2 separate regions of the Sus scrofa genome follow, and region 2 is linked to region 1. The links are chromatin contacts, called in public Hi-C maps. All regions are on one chromosome and are shown on one strand. The core of a region is the stretch at or near the end of the contact, and the rest is flanking DNA. Distances in the headings are between cores, read along the strand shown. Region 1 overlaps C7H6orf106 (chromosome 7 open reading frame, human C6orf106). Region 2 holds the start of UHRF1BP1 (UHRF1-binding protein 1).

What was found. A called contact is a pair of places that touch in the nucleus more often than the background predicts.
Region 2: a contact with region 1 is called in a Hi-C map of liver, with 2.9 times the contacts expected there. The contact joins the promoter of UHRF1BP1 here to the enhancer-like site in region 1. A contact is called at or near these places in 2 of 47 Hi-C or Micro-C datasets (liver and skeletal muscle) and 2 of 2 datasets of contacts at active chromatin or transcription factors (alveolar macrophages and skeletal muscle).

The regions. Positions count from the first base shown.
Region 1 is chr7:30,629,242-30,632,164 of Sscrofa11.1, forward strand. The region is part of intron 2 of C7H6orf106 (chromosome 7 open reading frame, human C6orf106); the gene reads right to left. Among named protein-coding and RNA genes, the nearest start is that of C7H6orf106, 36 kb to the right of the region's middle. Within about 2 kb of position 1,565, at least 58 of the 83 cell types and tissues checked have an H3K27ac peak or open chromatin away from gene starts, as enhancers often do. A contact at or near this core is called in alveolar macrophages, liver and skeletal muscle, where this site is marked.
Region 2 is chr7:30,730,030-30,732,952 of Sscrofa11.1, forward strand. It overlaps UHRF1BP1 (UHRF1-binding protein 1), which reads left to right and starts at 1,437. Exons shown (of 21, transcript XM_021098612.1): 1 at 1,437-1,723. The coding sequence starts at 1,680.

The sequences.
Region 1 (2,923 bases), core at 315-2,814:
AAGGCAAAAAGACAAAAAGACAAAAAGACAAAAAAAAAAAAAGAATGTACTACAGTTTCTATTTCCCCACTGGCTCATCAACAGTTTTTCTCCAACGTTTTGGATTTTTGTCAATCTGATAGGTAAAAAATAAGATCTCAGTGAGGTCTTAAAATGGTTTTCTCGAGAGAAAGTTTTCTCTTTTTATGAGAAGTTAAATGTATTTTATATGTTTACAAGTCATTTGTAGTTTCTTTTCGGAAGTACCATTTTGTAAATTTTCTTTTTAATTACTTACATGCTTATAAGCCCCCTTACGAAGGAACTCCAAGCACACAAATCAGAGTTTCTAATTGAACAGAATCACATGACTGACAGCATGGTTCATCAGTGCCAGAAACCAAAGGCCACTAAAGGGTTTAAGTAAGCTATGTTCATTAGAGATCAAAGAAATTACGGTAACTGCTTCTCTTATTATGGTCTTCCTCAAACCAGTGACATCATTCCCAGACCCCACAGTTTAACCACGCAAAAATAGCCTTTTCCAAACATAACCCAACCATAAGCCAATGGATTCAGCGGGTTGCTTTTAATTATGCACAAACATAGCATGAAATAAGTTCTGACAGTACACAACTGTTGAAGAGACATGCTATTAACAGCAAATACTTTTCTGCTGGGGGCCTGTCTGCTCCTCCAGGTGTTTGCAGCTGCCAGAAAGGAAGGCTATATTTAGAGCAGCTACCTCAGGTCAAGGCTCATGCAAGGGTGGCCTGTAGTATTAATCAGTACTGCCTGGAATTATACCACTACCAGCTGCCGGCCCGTGTGTGCTAGATAAAATTTACACAGCGCAGAGCTGGGCCAGGGTCCAAACTGTGCCTGTTTACTTGACCATTCAATAGGAACACTTGGACTTTAGACTCTTCTAGAAATTTCCTTATCTAGCTGACTGTGATCCAAAGTGAAGAATATGTGACTGGTCAAACTTGGGGAGGCCCAGACCCTACCACCCACAAATAGGCTTAGGAGTACATCTGGAATCAGCCTTATACTTAGAGATCAAAGATAAAATGAGGGAGAGAAAAATAAGCCTAGTTTGCACTTTGTTCTTCTGAAAGCTTTTCATAAAAACTAAGTGTCCACATTTTATAAAGATAATTTTTCTGCCGAAGGTCCCAGGCAAACAGCCTGAATTGTTTTCTGTTCACTTGGCTGTAAAATATGCTTGAGAGGGAAGAAACTATTTGTGCGCTCAGGACAACTGCCAATTCTTATCCTCAGCCTGTGTCATATTTCGCCACTTGGCTCCACCTCATATCAGACAGGACTCAGAGACGAGCGCAGTAGAAATACTAACAAGTGGAAAAGTCCAGCTACCCTACTTAGGCAGATTCATCTCCCTCCTCAAATCAGCCTTCATCCCACAGTCAAGCCAAAAAACCTGCTTACTTGTACCTCTATTATATAGGAAATTTAGCCACAGATTAGGAAATATTTGTTAAAGCACGAAGTGAAACTGAAAGTAGTGAACTGGATTCCTGGCAGGAAGCAGGAGTGAAGGATGACAAAGCATATTCATTTTACAAGTAAAAGGTGGAGAGTGGACATTAGCCCAGTGGTGCTCTAATCTATCAGGAAGGTACACAACTTAAAATGTGGGTATAAGTTCCTTGGCACCTGGACCATCTAGATCACTAACTCACTGGGCCAAGGAACAGCAAGAATAGACTAAACAGCTCCAATTCAATGTAAGAACAAGCAGACATGATAGCACTGTATTCTGTTCAAAACAACATATGCAACTATTATTACTAGCCAATAAGAAACTGCATGAAACAGAGCTGGCTGAGGAGATGGGAAAGGGAAGGCACTAACTCAGCATGAGGCCCAGCCTGAAAGGTTAAACGTCTCAGTTCCTTCAGTGTTTTTGCTCAAGAAAAGTTTTTCTCTGATTTCAAATGGTTAAGTGTCCTGAAGAACAAAGGGAGGTAGTGTAACAGGGGAAAAAAGGGCACAAGCAAAGATGGATGATGGTGATGGTTACATAACACTGTGAATATCCTTTATACTACAGAATTGTAGTAAGTTAAAATGGTAAAACTTTATTCATTTTTTATTTTTTAAGTGAAGCACAGTTGATTTACATATCATGCTAGTTTCTAGTGCACAGCAAAGTGATTTGGGTTTATACTGAATACAGTTCCCTGTGCTATACAGTAGGAACTTATTGCTAGCTATTTCACATACAGTAGTTTGGATCTGCTAATCCCAAACTCCTAATCTCTCTCTCCCCGACCCCTTTTCCTCTTTGGTAACTCTAAGTTTGTCTTCTATGTCTGAGAGTCTATTTCTGTTTTGTAAATAAGTTTGTTTGTATATTTTAGATTCCACATAAAAGTGGTATCATATGATATTTGTCTTTCTCTGTCTTACTTCACTTAGTATGATACTCTCTAGGTCCATCCATGTTGCTGCAAATAGCATTACTTCATTCTTTTTATGGCTGAGTAATATTCCATTGTGTATAGTACCACATCTTCTTTATCCATTCCTCTGTCAATAGACATTTAGGTTGCTTCCATGTCCTGGCTATTGTAAATAGCACTGCCATGAACACTGGGGTGCATGTATCTTTTCGAATTAAAGTTTTCTTTGGATATATGCCCAAGAGTGGGAGTGCTGGGTCGAATGGTTTTTTTTTTTTTTGTTTTTTTGTTTTTTGGGTTTTTTTAGGGCCTCACTGGTGGCATACTGAAGTTCTCAGGCTAGGGGTTGAATTGGCTGGCCTACACCACAGCCACAGCCACAGCCACATAGGATCTGAGCTGCATCTTTGACCTACAACACAGCTCACAGCAATGCCGGATCCCCAACCCACTGAGCGAGGCCTAGGGTCAAAACCACATCTTCATGGATACTGGTTGGATTCATTTCTGCTGTA
Region 2 (2,923 bases), core at 187-2,686, 100 kb after region 1:
CTTATAATCCTCTCTTGGAGAGTATTTTGCTCAGGTTTTTGCTTAAAGGTTTAAGTCTAGAAAACTGCCACCCTCCCACCTTTGCCAGAATCTACAGGTGTCCCTGGCATATGGGTTAGGCCTTTTTTTTTTTTTTTTTTTTTCTTTCTGGCTGGGCCCACCACATGAGGAATTTCCCTGGCAAGGAATTGAACCCACACCACAGCAGTGACAGTGCCAGATCCCCAACCGCTAGGCCACCAGGAAATTCCTGGGTTAACTTTTTAAAGTGTATGGACTAAATAGAGTGGAAGTAGCATGGGGCTGAGAGTAAGAATACTTGGGTTCTAGTCTTGAGCTGTTACCTTGAATAAGCTCTTTCAACTATTTCCCTAAGCCTCAGTTTCCTTATTTGTAAAACCAAGTTAATCCCTAAAGTCCTTTGTTCTGTCTCTCAGTTCCAGCTGTGATGCAGTGGGTTGGGAATCCACCTGAAGCGGTTTGGGATCACCGCGGAGGTGTGGGTTCAATCCCCAGCACCGGGAGGTGGGTTAAAGGATTCCTTGTTCTGGAGTTCCTTCGTGGCTCAGCGGAAAAGAACCTGATATAGTGTCCGTGCGGGTTGGATCCCTGGCCCCGCTCAGTGGGTTAAGGATCCTGCGTTGCTGTGGCTGTGGTATAGGTCCACAGCTGGACCTCTGATTCGATCCCTAGCCTGGGAACTTCCTTGTGCCGCAGGTGCGGCCCTAAAAAAGCCCTCCCTCCCCAAAAGTGTTCCTTGTTCTGGCAGCGGCCCGGTAGATGGCAGCTCCAGCCGGGATTCAATCCCTGGCCCGGGAACTTCCATATGCCGCCTGTGCGGCCATAAAATTAAAAAAAAATAAAACTAGTCTCCCTTTGTGCTGTCTCTGCAGTGCACCCCCGTGCCAAATAAAATGAGTACCCACTGGTTAACCAGGTAGAGGCTAAGGGGTGCAGAGAGGATGACGGGGTGCCCGCTCTCACCCCTTAACACAGGCAGCAGAGCGCCCCGATTCTACTTTTCACTCCAGCGTCATCCCGGAGCGCGGTGAGCTTGTGCTCAGCAAATGAGTGAACGTGTGAGGGAAATGAATGAGAAGGGGCCAGGAGGTATGCAATTAGCTAGCAAGTTCCTGAAAACACTACACGCCGCCTTTCCCTGAGACTTCCTGACTACTGCCGGGGTGTATACCTCCCGAAGCTCAGAGGCGAAGCTCTCGGATCTCCCACCACTGAGAGGCCGACCACAGGCTGAGGGAGAGCTGGGTGCCCGCCCGCCCGCGCGCGCACCCGCCGCCGCGCGCGCCCCTCCATCAGGGCTCGTCCCCGGCCCGCCGCGAGTCAGGCGGGCGGCGCTCGATGCCGGCTGAGGGAGAGCGGGGAGCCCGCCCCTCGCCGCGCGCGCTCCCGCCGCCGCGCCATCCCTTCTCAGAGCGCGCGCCCCAGGCCGCCGCGATCGCGAGCCGGGCGGGCGGCGCGCGAACTCCGCGTCGCCGCGCGGGTGGGTGGGATCGTGGCGGAGCTCCGGACGCCCGGGCAGGGGCGGGAGAGCGCCATGGCGGCGGCTGTGGCGGCGGCATCCGGTCCCCGCACCGCGGCGAGGTGAGGGGCCGCCTCTTCTCCGTCGCTGAGGAGGCCGCAGCTGCCCGCCTGCCTTCCACGCGGGCCGCGGCTCCGGCATGGCCGGGCTCATTAAGAAGCAGATCCTGAAGCACCTGTCCCGGTGAGAGCGCCAGCGCCGGCCCCCAGTGGTCCCGGGCCCTTCCTCGCCCCCTTGGACCCTCCCCCCCTGCGCCGTGCTCCGGGCCGGGACTCCGCGGCCATCCCCGCCTCAACTCGAGCCGGACAGTCTCCTCCCCACTCCGGTGGCTCCGACCGTTGTCACCGCTCTGCTGTTCCCTCGCCCTGGGCCCTCGGGGACCCGGCGCCCCTGCCTGTGCACGGGAGCCCAGGCTCTCCTCCTCGTCTTAGCAACCCCGGTCCCTGCCGACGCCCAGAGTGCCCTGACCGGCTGCTCGCGCCCTCAGGTCCCACACTGCCCACCAGGTCACCCCGTCCCCTTGCATGTCTGTCCCCCGGGCCCTCTGCCCGTCACTCCGTGGCCCCCACCTTTCCACCCTTCCCTGCCCACCCCGTGTGGTCTCCTCTGCGCTAAGGACCCGCTGTCCCTCCCTCCGGGCTCTCCGCCCGCCTCTTTACCCGCCCACTATCCCCTCCCCACCTTCCTCTTCCTCCTTCTGCTGCGGATTAGACCCTTCATTCCGGCCCCGTCTAGATGACCCTGTCATCCAGTCTTGCATGACCCATTCTTCCGCCCAGATTTCCAACCCGGGCACTGGTTTCTCCTTCCCAGAAGCTCCCAGCTCCTCCTCTTCATCGTCTGGCTGACCCTGTTGCATCACCCTTGAAAAAAGGCTAGTTGGAGTTCCCGTCGTGGCTCAGTGGTTAACGAATCTGACTAGGAACCATGAGGTTGCGGGTTCGATCCCTGGCCTTGCTCAGTGGGTTAAGGATCCGGCGTTGCCGTGAGCTGTGGTGTAGGTTGCAGACGCAGCTCGGATCCTGCGTTGCTGTGGCTCTGGCATAGGCTTGGCAGCTATAGCTCCGATTTGACCCCTAACCTGGGAACCTTCATATGCCGTGGGTGCAGCCCTAGAAAAGACAAAAAAAAGGTCTAGTTCTTGCACCCTGGGCCGAGCCTCTGATCTCCTTTCTCCCTCCTTTGCTTCTCTTCTCCTTATCACAGACTAAATGGAGAAAGGTCATAAGAGCTCGGCATGAAGTTTCAACAACCTTCCCTTTAAGATGTGGAGGTGTTTTGATGGCCTGTGGAAAGAACTAACGGTGTTCACTTCTGCTTTGTAGTCACTTACTAAGCAATGTTATGTCCTTCAAGTCATTTGGTCTGGAACCAGGTGGTGGG